Linked DNA regions of Anas platyrhynchos: region 2 is linked to region 1. Evidence: chromatin contacts called from public Hi-C data. All regions are on one chromosome and are shown on one strand. The core of a region is the stretch at or near the end of the contact, and the rest is flanking DNA. Distances in the headings are between cores, read along the strand shown. Region 1 overlaps SYCP2L (synaptonemal complex protein 2 like). Region 2 holds the start of SMIM13 (small integral membrane protein 13).

Region 1 (3,152 bases), core at 621-3,120:
ACTGAAGCGCAGCTCCTCCTAGCACCCCGATTGCCGGTACTAGGCTGGATGTTCAAGGGAAGGGTCCCCTCTACGCATCATGCAACTGATGCTACATGGAGCAAGTGGGTTGCACTGATTACTCAGCGGGCTCAAATAGGAAACCCCAGTCGCCCAGGAATATTGGAAGTGATCATGGACTGGCCAGAAGGCAAATACTTTGGGATATCATCAGAGGAGGAGGTGGGTCGTGCTGAAGAAGCCCCACGTTGGGCGCCAAAAAGACTGTCGTGGTTTAACCCGGCCGGCAGCTAAACACCACACAGCCATTCGCTCACCCTCCCCCCTCCCTCTCTGGGACAGGGGAGAGAAGTGGAAAGTGAAGCCTGTGAGTTGAGATAAAGACAGTTTAATAAGACAGGAAAATAATAATAACAAAAACAATAATAATAATAATACAATGGTGATAATACGAAAGTAATAATAGTATGTACAAACAAGTGATGCACAATGCAATTGCTCACCACTCGCTGACCGATGCCCAGCCTAACCCCGAGCAGTCCGGCCCCCTCCCCCCGGCTAGCCACCCCATATATTGTTCAGCATGACGTCAGATGGTATGGAATACCCCTTTGGCTAGTTTGGGTCACCTGTCCTGGGTCTGTCCCCTCCCAGCTCTTACTGCACCCCCAGCCTGCCCGTTGGCAGGACAGAGCAAAAGGCTGAGATGTCCTTGGCTTAGTATAAGCACTGCTCTGCAACAATTAAAGCATCGGGGTGTTATCAGCACTCTTCTCATCCTAAGCCAAAACACAGCATTCCATCAGCTATTAGGAAGAAAATTAATTCTGTTCTAACTGAAACCAGGACACCTGCCAAACAGCATGGGAAATTGTATGAGATGGGCTGTCCAAGGATAGAAAAACTAAGTCCTGCTCCAGAGGTTGTCTCTACATGCATCTGTTGCTCACTACAGACAAAGACCATTAGGAAAAGACATGCATGTCCTTCCACCTTGGACAGTCTACAGGTTGCTGAGCTTCTCAACTGGTAAAGCATTTTATATACAGGAATACAAAAAAGCGCAGTGCAAACAGATATCTGAGCTGTGCAGCAGCTCTTCCCCTTCCCCTAACAGTAAAAGGGTTTTTTAGTGTTGAGACTTCTCCAATAAATCTGTTAAAAACAAGTGTGAATGCATACAACAATGGTAACTTCTAATAAGGGAGAGATCCTGATTTTCCAAGCCCTCTGAAGTGTTCAACACATCTTCCAAGCTTCTTACTAAGAGATTAGACAAGGATTCAATAATGAGACACTATGCTTCAGTTTTGTTCCTCTAAATGCCCTAGTAAAAATACTTACACATGAAAAACATCTCTATGTACTCCTTCAAGTCATGGTAGAATGCTCTTTTTGCATCTCCTACCACACACAGTGGGGAAACATAGCAAAATAGGACTCACAGCAGAAAGAGCTATCATGTTTCACACTGTTCCTGTTCCAAAACTTCCTTTGGGCAATAACCCTGTGGTAGACGCAGGCAAGCAAGCCTAAACCAGTCCAGCCAAGGCAACATCTGTCCTAAAGATGACACGTGCCCCAAGGATGCAGGTTACAAGTGGAGATTCAGTGAACTTGCAGAATTCAGATCCTGACTCACACCAATCCCAGCCAGGAATACTTAAGCTAAAGGCACGAGCACAATCTCCAGCAAGTATCTCCAGCAAGCGATGCCGTGACAGCAGCTACAGATGCTCAGTGTTCTCCACTCAGGCACTACCCTGCACAATCTTCGGAAGACAACAGGTTCAGCTCCCCAGAAGGTATTTAGCAGTGAAACAAACCCTGACAAAGCTGGGCTTCTGCTGTGAAGGTATGCTGTGTGCAGGGACGATTCCTTCAACTCTGACCCACCCAGTAATCTGAAGTCTGTTCTACAAGATAAGTAGGGAGACAGAGCTTGGAAACATGCCGTGTTCCCACACATTCATTATGATGCACAAGCACATGTGAAGTTTGCCACAGCATTAAATGCAGCATGTGAAAAGCAACCGTAATTTAGCAAATTCAGTTGAAATAGAGGATGATGTTAAATAGCACAGCTTAGCTCCTGCTTGTTGTCAAGACTTTAGATGCTACTTATCTATCCTAACATTGTACTCTGTACTTTGCACTCTCCTAGAAGCCAATAGTTCCTGGTTTTAAAAAAATTCTTCAGCTTCACGTTTTCTTCTCTGCAATGCTCCAGGTTTCTTACCCTCCACAGTCCCCAGTGTGCCATCAGGCATCTGGCCAACATCTAGTGATCCCTCTGGGTTTTCATCTCTGCAAACAAGAATCAAGTGGCTCTGGTTTCAAGCCAGTAGTTCCCACAGTGCTGCATGCAGGTGAGAAAGGCTACCCTTCAAACACTCCACAAAGGTTATACAGGACTCTAGAAAGTGTCTTTCAACAGGCATGCATAGCGCGTCGATTCAGGAATGAGAAGTTGGTTCTGTTATGCAAAGAATGTTTTACTTAGAATCAAAGTACTTTTACATTTGATAAGGGTATTAACAGAATACTCAGAGATAGCCAATACATATCAGGTTGTTGGATAAACCATATTATTTAGTTCTATTTCTTTGGTATATAGTGGACCTGTCTTGCATTTTTCAGAAAATCTTGATGTTACTGACACAGGAGTCAAAACCGGAACCTTCAAGCAGTCTACATTAATACTGAGATTTTGTGTGTGTGTGAAAACAATGTTGTTTGCCATTCTTCCCCCCCCCCCCAATTTTTCTTTCCACTTAAAGTAGATTAACATATCCTTCACATGACCATCTTTTCTGTGTGGCATAAGATGCTCAAACATGAAGAGCTCTTGTGAATCCAGAGGTTGCTAGTCAGAAGGAACATTGTTTTCTGCCGCATTCTTCATTGGGCATTCATACTGTAAAGAAAAAAATAGGCAATGAAGTTTGAATAAGCTTTTACATTGCATTAGACAATAAAATGCAGAGAGGTGAAGAGAATGTTTAACTTCAGCTTTTAACTCCCAAATACCTAGCCTGGAACAAGGCACTGCAGGATGAGCATCTCCCATGATGTGACTGCTCCTTTCTCAGCCCTGCTGCTCTGTGAGGGACCCTTCACCAGGAGCAGTTGTGGTAAGGAAATGCCTGCAC
Region 2 (3,440 bases), core at 43-2,542, 65 kb before region 1:
AAGGAGCAGGGAAAGCTTACAAGGTGCCTCACCTACCCCCAATAATCTGTATTTCAGATGTTCCCTTACCTTTTAACATTAGTACTAGGGCTTAAACACATTGATGGACCATTTAAAGTTCATAGAAGAAAGATAAGTTTTAGAATCAAAAATATTCTTAATATTCTTCATGAGCTTACCATTTTCCCCTTTCTTTGTGTAAAATAATACTTTCTCCTTTTTTTTCTTTCTTTTTTAAGCCTGATCATTTCCCTTTATATACTCCAATTCCTCTGTAACAAGGAAATGGAACAACCATTCCCTGTTCACCTTTTTCACTCTACTCAGTTTTATAACTATCACCTTCCATCATTCAACTGTTTTCCAGGCTAGACAGCTCTAACCTAGTTAGAATCTCTTCATGCAGAAATCACTGCACAGCTCTCACCGTTCTATGCTTTTAAAAAAAATAATCTGGGAGATCTTTTTCTCTATAAATAAGGTAATGGAAATACACTGAGATACAGGCACGTGATAGGTCCTTGTAGCAATATAATGGCATTTTCTATTTTATATTAAATGTCTTAACATTTGATTTGCCTATGTCGTTTCTACAATGAATTAAATGTATTTCGGAAAGTTTCTTTGAGTGCCTTGATTTAATCCTCTGTTCAGGATAGTAACAGTTCAGTCTGAACCCCTTAAGCTTCTCCACATGATTTACGTATGCACATACCTCTCAGTTCTCAGGGGTGTAACTCCACAGATGTCAATACTGGATTTCACCTGCCGTTTCACTGTCGAGCCCCTTGACGTTACTACATCTTTTCGCGATGCAGTTTTGAGCACAACTCTTTTCAAAAGCATTAGATGCCAGCTGAGCCTTCAGGTCACCCCCCTTGGTTTTCAGAAAAATAAACCCCCCGAGCAGCAGACGCCGGGTGGATTCACATCTCACAGGTCTGCACCGCAGCTGGGCTTGGTGGCGCTTACCCTGCATGCTGGGGCTGCTTTTTGAACCCCCATCCCGACGCCCCGGCCCCCCCACTCAGCACAGGTCCGGGAGGGATTTTCCTCCCCGCGCCCCGCGGCCACTCACCGCACAGCATGAAGAGCAGCACGCAGGCCAGGGTGGCCACGATCACCAGCAGGGTCAGCCCGATGCTCTGCCACATGCTGCCCGCTCGCCCCCCGCGCGGAGGGCAGCTCCGAGGGCTGGCGGAGCCGGGGGGGGCCCCACGCGAGCTGGCGGCGGCGGCGTCGCCCCCCGCCGCTCCGCGGAGCAGAGGCGGGGCGGGCCCTGAGGGGCGCGCGGGGCTCACCGGGAGTCCGAGTTCGGCTCCCGCAGGAGCGCGCAGGCCTCTGCGCGGCGCGGACTACAAGTCCCAGCGTGCCCCGCGCCCTGCCGCCTGTCCCCGCCGCGGGATGGTGTCGCTGCGCCAGCGCCTGTAATGGCCGCCCGAGAAGGGTCCGGCGCCTCAGCGGCTCTGAGGAGGCAGTTCTTCCCCCGCGCTGAGGGAGCCCGTCGTTTTTCTTCACTTTGTCATCGCTGTGCTGGCTTCCCGCTGTTTGATGTGCGCGTTACAGCGGGGGTGCAAATTCCACGGGACCTGTGGTGCTAACACTGCAGCTGCCCTGCCCTCACTAGGGAAATCCGAGGAAATGATAACTGCCAGGAATCGTGAGATAAAGGCTGCGCTCCTCACCGATACAGCCCCACTGGTGCAGACTTTAGCACTTTCACCTTTAGCACTGGAAAAGAAAAGGTTGTGACTTTCCCTTGTAGCATGGGAGACACCGGCTGATGTTCCTAAAACTACTGAAAACGTGTGCTTAAATCCACAAGAGCAGAGCTGTGACTGCCCATGAAGATGTCACCATTGCAGGGGGATGTCGAAGGCTAATCCACTTATCCTTTGTGTTTCTTACATGGTTGATTTTAAAACCTCCCCTTCTAAGTGAAGCTAAAGTTCTTTCTTTTCTTGCTCGTTGAGTATGTCATGTGCCTCCTCCTTTCAGGAAACCTGTAACCTAAAATTACCTGCACTTGTAATCCTCCATTCACATTCTGAAATTTGCTGTCACTTCACCAAATCAGACCAGAGTTCCATCTTCTTATTTTAGACTATTCTCCTATAATTCCAAGCCCTATTTAATACTCTGCCTAACCCACTCATCATGTCTTGCAAGTTTAATTCCACTTGAAACACCTTTTCTGATACTTCTCAATAACTTTGTACTTTGTTAATGCCTCCACATCTTTAAATGTCACTCTAATACTAACCTAAGCAGTTGTTACATGCATACTTATGCAAGGTATCTTCTGTATTGCAAACAAACAGCAAAGCAATAACAGATACTGTATTCGCTTTTGAAAAATAAGTAAGTTCCCTCCTAGCTACAGTGCTGTGTTTCTCTATTTTTTTTTAGTTTTCACAGAGAGTACATTCTCTGGGTATGGAATTGCCACATTCCTGTAAAGTAGCTGTCATATTTGGGGTCTATTAAAAAATTTCATATACATTATCCTACAGTTCCAAACCGGTTTAGTAATAGTAGTTAATTAATTCACATCCCTGAAACACATCAGCAACCATAACTGAAGAAAAAATTATCTTGGAAAACTATTTTGGAATGAAGTCATTTTTGAGTGATAAATATCTATAACAGTGATACCATCCAAAGCAGTATATTACACAATAAAAATGAAAACAGGAAGCAACTAAATTTCTCATATTACACTGCACAGGAAGATGGTCTTTTAATCAACATATGTTCAGTTTGGAAATCCTTAATTGTATTTGTTTAAGTGTGTGTTTCTTCAGAATGTTAAATTTGAATGTGATGGGTCTTCAGGCTTGAATTTAAGGCATCTTGAAATGGTAAATGCTCTTAGTTTAAAAGAACTAGCTCAAAAGGCAAAGCAGATACCATATTTTGGTTGCTCATACTAACTGTTCTAAATCACTTATCTTCTGTTAATTAAAGTGCTCTCAAATTATACTACAAGAAATTTAATTCTCTTATAGAAAGGAAAAACGTGACATGAATATCAGAAAAGCTTCCTAACCACAAGACTTCTCAGGTTGAACAGTAACCACCAAAAGGAGAGAAATGTCCAACCTAGCAGCTGTTACATATTTAGTTAAAAAAAAAAAAAAAAAAAAAGTGATGTACTTAAAAACTTTTTTTATCCCACAAAGCAAATGAAGAGTAAATAGAACAAATAAGCTTCATGAATCATAACTGGCTTAAATCTGAGGAGAACATACAATCCAAAAATTTTCAGAATATCATGATTGAAGCTGAAGCATTTCACCTTCTGCCTAATTTCAACAAGGTTTCTCACCCAGTACACACATGTCCTAACCACAGGGTTAGCTGAGCAGGATTACCTCATTACGTCCTCTGACCTACCAGAAATGTTCTACCTAATGCAGCCCAGTATAACACTCTCCTCT

What was found. Hi-C and Micro-C count contacts between places; a contact is called where the count stands out from the background.
Region 2: a Hi-C map of F5 follicle shows a contact between it and region 1, with 2.6 times the contacts expected there. The contact joins the promoter of SMIM13 here to the enhancer-like site in region 1. A contact is called at or near these places in 2 of 8 Hi-C or Micro-C datasets (F5 follicle and small yellow follicle).

Annotation. Positions count from the first base shown.
Region 1 is chr2:91,563,374-91,566,525 of IASCAAS_PekinDuck_T2T, reverse strand. It overlaps SYCP2L (synaptonemal complex protein 2 like), which reads right to left. Exons shown (of 35, transcript XM_027451579.3): 35 at 2,475-2,917. The coding sequence ends at 2,902. Among named protein-coding and RNA genes, the nearest start is that of GCM2, 28 kb to the right of the region's middle. Within about 2 kb of position 1,870, at least 1 of the 8 cell types and tissues checked has an H3K27ac peak or open chromatin away from gene starts, as enhancers often do. A contact at or near this core is called in F5 follicle, where this site is marked.
Region 2 is chr2:91,627,864-91,631,303 of IASCAAS_PekinDuck_T2T, reverse strand. It overlaps SMIM13 (small integral membrane protein 13), which reads right to left and starts at 1,292. Exons shown (of 2, transcript XM_027451574.3): 1 at 1,079-1,292. The coding sequence starts at 1,154.